2 separate regions of the Canis lupus genome follow, and region 2 is linked to region 1. A link is a contact called in public Hi-C data. All regions are on one chromosome and are shown on one strand. Each heading gives the region's core, a stretch centred on a gene start, on an enhancer-like site or on the middle of the called end of the contact. The rest is flanking DNA. Distances are from core to core; before and after follow the strand shown.

Region 1 (3,196 bases), core at 490-2,989:
TAAGCCCTGAGGAGGCATTCTTAACCTTAGGCTTATGAAGCTGGGGTGACTTCAGCAAGAAACTTTCTTTTCAATCAACTTAGGCCCCACCCCACTCCTACTCTTGCAGACCTGGAAGACAAAAATCATCAAATGGAAGTCACTAGAGGTTCTCAAAATTCCTTCTCCGGTCTGGATAATACAATTTTTAGTTACAAGCACCCTGGATTGGGGGAGGCGGGAGAGGCAAAGGGGGGATGCAGGGGGATGGGGTAGAAGGTCTGATATCCAGAGCAAACAGGGTAGGCTATCTGGTGTATATGACGGAGGTAACATCGGAACTCCTGATAGCCCAGATGCTGCCACAAAGAACCAAGTCTTGGTCATCTAGGACAAAACCCAAAGATCATAATAAAACATCCAATTCACAGGCTATTAACTCTACAACTCCAGACCGGCTAGTACACAAGTCATTAAGTCCTTAGGCTTATTTTAAGTTCTGAGAAAGAAGGTGGAGTATCTCTGGTATGAGTCTGAGCTAGCATTTGTGTAAAAAGCATTCTACAGCTCTATAAGCTGAGAACCACTATAAATGAGCAATTCTAATGCTGTATTTTGTTTCTGCCCCAAATAGACTGTAAATTCACTGAGGACAAGAAACAGAAACCTGATGCACCTCCAAAGCTAGTACCCTCTGTTAGACTCAAAACACAATTGATGGTCTGATAATAATCACACTGGGGGAAAAAATGGATTCTAACATGTTCTCAAAATCAGACAGAAGACGATACCAGTGACTGGAAGGGCCCACCTGGTGCCAGGCTAACTCATGGGCCAAGGCTGAACTTAGCATTCACTAGAGTTCCTACTGGGCAAGAAAGGTCAGCTTTTGTTATATACGGCAGTCTACAACGTATCAAATGCTGGGAATCAGAATAATAACTGCTAAAATAGAGCTCTGTGAATAAAAACGGAGTTCAGGATACTGACACAACAGCTTTATCCACAAGAAAGAAGTAGGAGCAGCTGAAAGCCAAAGTCAAGTAAAGGTTGATTCAACAAGCGAACCACCTATGCTCCTATTTCTTACACTGTTTCACTAGCGGTTAGCAGTGATTAGGTCGAGGTGAGAGAGATACTTCGGAGTCTGCTTTTCCATTTTAAAGCTCTACCCATTTTAAAGGTATGTTAAAGCCGAAGTGAACGCTGAAATGGAGTTTTCCTGGAGTGAAGCGGGTTTCTCCAGAATTCCAGAATCAGGCTTGTGGCAACCTTTCTGAGCCTCAATTTCCCCTTTCACAAAAGAGGGCAATGCAGGCTCCTCTCGGGACTTCACGGGGCGGTGATCTGCTATAAAAGAGAGTGACGAGGGAGGAAAAGCAGCGCACCAAAGTAAACACATTATTACTGCGATTACGTAGAGAACCATTACCCGCTAGGATGAAGCTCCCCACACAAGAGATGAAGCCCGAGAGAAAAGAGTTGAAGGGGAAGGTCCCCACGAGGAGGCAATAACCGAACTGCAGCGCCCCGGTCAGCAGTATGTACAGGAGGTACGCGTCAAGCAGCTTCAGGCGCTGAGGCGTGGAGCTCAAGTACTCCTCTAGGAACCGCGAGATAACCGACGCTACCGACGCCGACATGACTACACACTCGCTTCTCGGCCTGCGCTCCCCGAACGCCCGGCGAAAGCCACGGCCACCCCGGATGTAGTCCGTAGCCTTGACGCCTGCGCACCTCTGCAGCCCCGCTCCGCCCGCCCCGAGTCGCCTCTTTGCGCAGGCGTGTACTCAGGCCCGGGCGCGAAGCAACTACCGCGCAGACGCAGAGCACATCTACAGACGTGGGCCACGGCCTGCTAAAGCTAAGGCGCCTGCGCAGTGGATCTGATCCGTCCCTGGGCCGGAGACGTGTGCTCTTTCCGTCCTACTTCCGTGGTCAGGTCGGTGACGCCCACAGTTGCTCTAGCAACAGGATACTGTGGGAGGAAGAGGGGGACAGGTTTTACAAAGGACAGCGTAGCCACCCGAGGGTTCCGGCTTTCTTTGGCCCACCCGCGTCTTCAAAGATTGAGTGTTTGGATCTACTGTGAGGCAACGCCTGGCGTCCTCGGGGTTCAGTCGCGACGCAGCCCCAGCTCTGTTAAGGGCAAATGCCTGCCCCAGATGATTAGAGCAAGTTACGTCCGCCCGCAGAAAGACCCACCGCTGCTAATCGCTGCGCAGGCACTAGCTTAGGCGGGGTTATGGGGGGAGGCAGCTTGCCCTCTACCTGGCCCTGAGCGGGACTTGGGATTTGTCCCTGGGAGCGCTAACGAATAAGCGCGGTACACAGGGAACCCCAAGTCCGCAGGCATTCATTAGTTCAGCAAATATTTATTGGGCGCCTCGTGGCGCTGTGCTAAACTGTAGGTGCCGTCCGGGGGGGGGGGGGGGGGTCTTGCTGGGGGCGGGGACTGAGTGAAAACAGTCGATTAACCTGCATACTGGGGGTGACCGGGTTAAGCAACCTTTTGCTCACAAGCTGGCATCTTGAACCCGGTGTAGTGCCCCAGGACGCTACGCTGGAAGGCACACAGGAGCATTGCCTGGTTCAAACCCTACCTCCTCCAGCACCTTTTGCAGAGGAGGCTGAAGGTTTATGGTTTTGCGTTTTAACAAATGGAATTACCATTATATATTTATAACATATTTAGCGTTTTAACTTTAAAAATCAGATCCACTTTAATTTCTGGCTTTCGCTGCCCTTTTTTTTAAGATTTATTTATTTATTCATGAGAGACACAGGCAGAGGGGGAAGCAGGCTCCCTGCAGGGAGCCCAATGTGGGACTCCATGGCGAGCCGAAGTAGACACTCAACCGCTGAGCCACCCAGGCGTCCCTTTCTCTGCCCTTTTAATTTCACATTAATCTAACCTTCCAGCCCTGCTTCTCCTTCTCTCATCTTTCAGTTGCAGGTCGCACGTAACCAGGTGCCTTTTTTTTTTTTTTTAAGATTTTATTTATTTATTTATTCATGAGAAAGAGAGAGAGAGGCAGGCTCCATGCCGGGAGGCTGATGTGAGACTCATCCAGGGTCTCCAGGATCTGGCCCTGAGCTAAGGCGGCGCTAAACCGCTGAGCCACCCAGGCTGCCCACCAGGTGCTTTTTAACCTTGTTAACAACTTTGAGTTATCCTAGGTACTCTATCAAAATTGCTAAAGCAAAATTCCTTGTC
Region 2 (3,196 bases), core at 501-3,000, 260 kb after region 1:
GGGATACAGCGAAGGCTCCAACGATATGAAATCGCAGACACTTGGCCAGAAGGCCTCGCATCTGAGGTTTCATTAAAGCACTTGAAGTCATGGTAGTTATTCTCCTCAAACCTAACGTCCTTCCTAAGAGAATTAAAAGTATTTCTTTATTTAAATAATCTCTACACTCACCGTGGGGCTAGAATTTACAATTCCAAAGTCAAGAGTGGTACTCTCTTCAACTGAGCCAGCCAGGTGCCAAGTCATACAGCTAGCTCCTTTTTATTTTTTAAAATCTGCTTTTTCCTCACCAAACGAAATGCTTCTGATTTCAATAACTGCTCTTTGTTGACTGCTAGTATAGGGTAGGAGTAACTTAACACATGCACAAGAACTTTCACTTAAGTTGACAGTTCTTGTGACACCACCTACAAAGAAAACTTTTCACTCAGGTACTCAGAAATGAATGGATCTATTTAAAGCACCAACATATATAACATGAGCACATTTTGAAACTTGAAATCTCACTGGGTTTGGCATATCTTTTCAGACACCCTAGAAGCAGTAAAGTCCCAAATACTATGTATTTTCAAATTGGTAGTTTTCAAACTCTTCCTATGTCCTAAATTACGGGTCAAAGTCCATCAACCCCACCCATTAAAACACTATAGAGCCTACTCCCCCCGCCCCCCCGGCTCCAAAAACTCCTTTGTGGGGGGCCCACAATGAACGCAAGTGCCTGGACTTTGTCATCGCACAGTCAAGACCCCAGCAAGCACTTAGGCCTCACTGCTAAAGGGACAAAGGACAGTAAGAACCACTGTCCGCTCAGTTCAGGCAAAATTCACCACACGCTGAGTCCCACAGGGTGATGCGTCTAGGCAGCTGGGCAGAAACATCTCCAAACTGAAGGCAGCTTAATTTGGAACAGGAACAGTGAGAAAGGTAAAACAATCCCCGTGCTGTGCAACAAGCCAAAGCTACACTTTTAAAAAGTGTTCCTGTAAGTAATGATTGGCAGCATCTCTGCGAGGGCCAATGTCCCAATGCTAAAACCTTCTATGTGGCCTAACTATACTGTACCGCCAAAGAACGTGCGGTCGAAAAACGGGACCAGGGAAAAGCCCAGAGGCCAACACAGTGAACACGAGCCTTCCAGAGACTGTGAAGACTGAGTAATCTCTCGCAGAGTTCCCTAACCTCTCTGAGTGGTGGCACTAAGAGCTGAAAACCGGTCCTACGAGCCCTCTCAAACCGCGGTGGGTCGACGCTCCCTGCACCCCCGGGCCCCGGTACCGGCGACCCCGAAAGTCAGGGCTGGGACCTGGAAAGAGCGGTCACTGGGATCCTTGGGACATCATCTCTAGGAGAGAGAGCCAAGAGGGTACCGATCCCTAAAATCATGCCAGCGGGCTACAGTTCGCTACGCTGAGGTGGCGAACACTCCCAGACCGAAGTAAGCAAAAATATTTTGTTAAAAGTTTGCCTGATTCTGCTCTTGACGCCATTTTCTGCCTGTGACGTCAAGGGGAGGCGCCGTGCGGCAACGTCACGCATTGGTGACGTCGCGGGGGACCGGGTTTCGGGGTTTCTCACCAGTTCCGGGTCCCCGCAGGGGGGTCCCCGGTTTCCGCCGTTCCTTTGGGTGTGTTGAGGGCGCGAAGCACGGCTATTTTCCAGAGTCTCAGCAGTAGAAGAAGCACTGCAGCCCGAGCTGCTAGTCTTCCCGCAAAATGGCGGCAGCTCCGCGGTCTTCCAGAACTTTCCCCAATCTGCGCAGGCGCCGAGACATTCAGGCGGTGGAACTAATCTCCCTGGTTTCGCGGCAACAGTCCAAAGTACAGATTTTCATTGGCCAAAACCCTAAGCATGGGTGGAGCCAAACTCAAATGTCTCTTAGCAACCATTAAGTTCCCCTCGATTGGCTAACCTCTCGGAGAGTGGAAGCGTCCTAATAGCGGCCGCCCATCGCTCTCTCATTGGTTAGATGACTTGCGGAAGGCGGAGAAGGCGGGCGAAGAACCAGCAAGGACCCTCCTGCCTACTCCCGAGCTCCAGGTGACAAGGCCAACGCCGTGGGCGGAGCCAACGAGGAGGTACAATGGACTTCTTTGCTACTCTCTACTCTTGATTTCCCAAAAGGGTCACGTGTCGTACTCATCCGCGACAGCTTCACGGCGAGCACTTGCATTTGTTTCACGCCGCCCGGAAGGATGTTGGGCTGGACTTTCCCCTTCTGAGCGTGCTGGCCACGCAGCCCTCCCAACTATCTCCTCTTACCCTCTGTGCTTGGGCCCGGGAAAACACAAGTGTTGTCACGTTTGTCTAATTTCACACTCTCTTGTGGTTATTGCCTGGTTCCACAGCTACACACTTCCCAATTTTTCGTGTATGTGCTGCCGAAGCGAGCACAGCTACACACCTCGCACTGCAAAAGTAAACCTGGAAGTTTCTCAGGTGACTCCTTGGGTACAGCAATACTCAGTCCTCTAACCAGAAAGAGAAGGAACTGATGTCCACTCTCACGTTCCAAGGGGATCCAGAATCCTCACACTTCAGTTGCCCAATATGTTAGCTGACAGAAACATAACTGGTTAGATCATTGAGAGAGCCACAGGGTTAGAGGATCTGTGTTCCAGTCTTGATTTGAATATTATATATCTTTGTGTCAGTTTCAAATCCTCCTGTATAAAATGGAGAATTGGCACTCTTACAACTTCAAACTCTAACCTTGTGACTTTATTCAAATAAAATAGGTGGCTTCTTGTTGGAGGTGCCTGAATGGCTTCCAGTTTTCCTCCCAAGAGGTAGCTGGCAGTGCAGCAGCTCAGGAAAGCGGAAGGGAAGCTGGCTTCACTCACTACTCCCATCTTTCTCCACGAGGGCAATCTTTTCTCCCCAGAGAAAAGCCTAATCACAGATCTTAATGGACCTCTTTGCAGCTGGTCCCAAAGACCTACACCCAGGAGTCCAAGAGTGGCCATTAAGCTTCCTATATACAGAACAAAGATCCTTTGGGTCTTGAATAAAAGCACAGATCTGAATATGCCTAGGTTTAAGTAAGGTGTGAGAAAGCAAAGGCGCAGGGCAGCAGAGTTGGAGCAGGAAAAGGCTGATAACTTCACTTTATTTGTATTTCCTCCCACACAAAACCATCAAAACAGAAACAGAGATGGGCAGGGAAAGGGATGAAAATGTGTTTAATCCACATGTTCTC

What was found. Hi-C and Micro-C count contacts between places; a contact is called where the count stands out from the background.
Region 2: a Hi-C map of amygdala shows a contact between it and region 1, with 1.9 times the contacts expected there. The contact joins the promoter of RBM23 here to the promoter of DAD1 in region 1.

What each region holds. Positions count from the first base shown.
Region 1 is chr8:3,106,780-3,109,975 of UU_Cfam_GSD_1.0, forward strand. DAD1 (dolichyl-diphosphooligosaccharide--protein glycosyltransferase subunit DAD1) reads right to left here and starts at 1,740. Exons shown (of 3, transcript XM_038544147.1): 1 at 1,412-1,740. The coding sequence starts at 1,622.
Region 2 is chr8:3,368,125-3,371,320 of UU_Cfam_GSD_1.0, forward strand. RBM23 (probable RNA-binding protein 23) reads right to left here and starts at 1,751. Exons shown (of 14, transcript XM_038544180.1): 1 at 1,576-1,751. LOC111096963 (a long non-coding RNA gene) reads left to right here. Exons shown (of 3, transcript XR_005363043.1): 3 at 1-3,196. PRMT5 (protein arginine N-methyltransferase 5) reads right to left here. Exons shown (of 17, transcript XM_038544176.1): 17 at 3,076-3,196.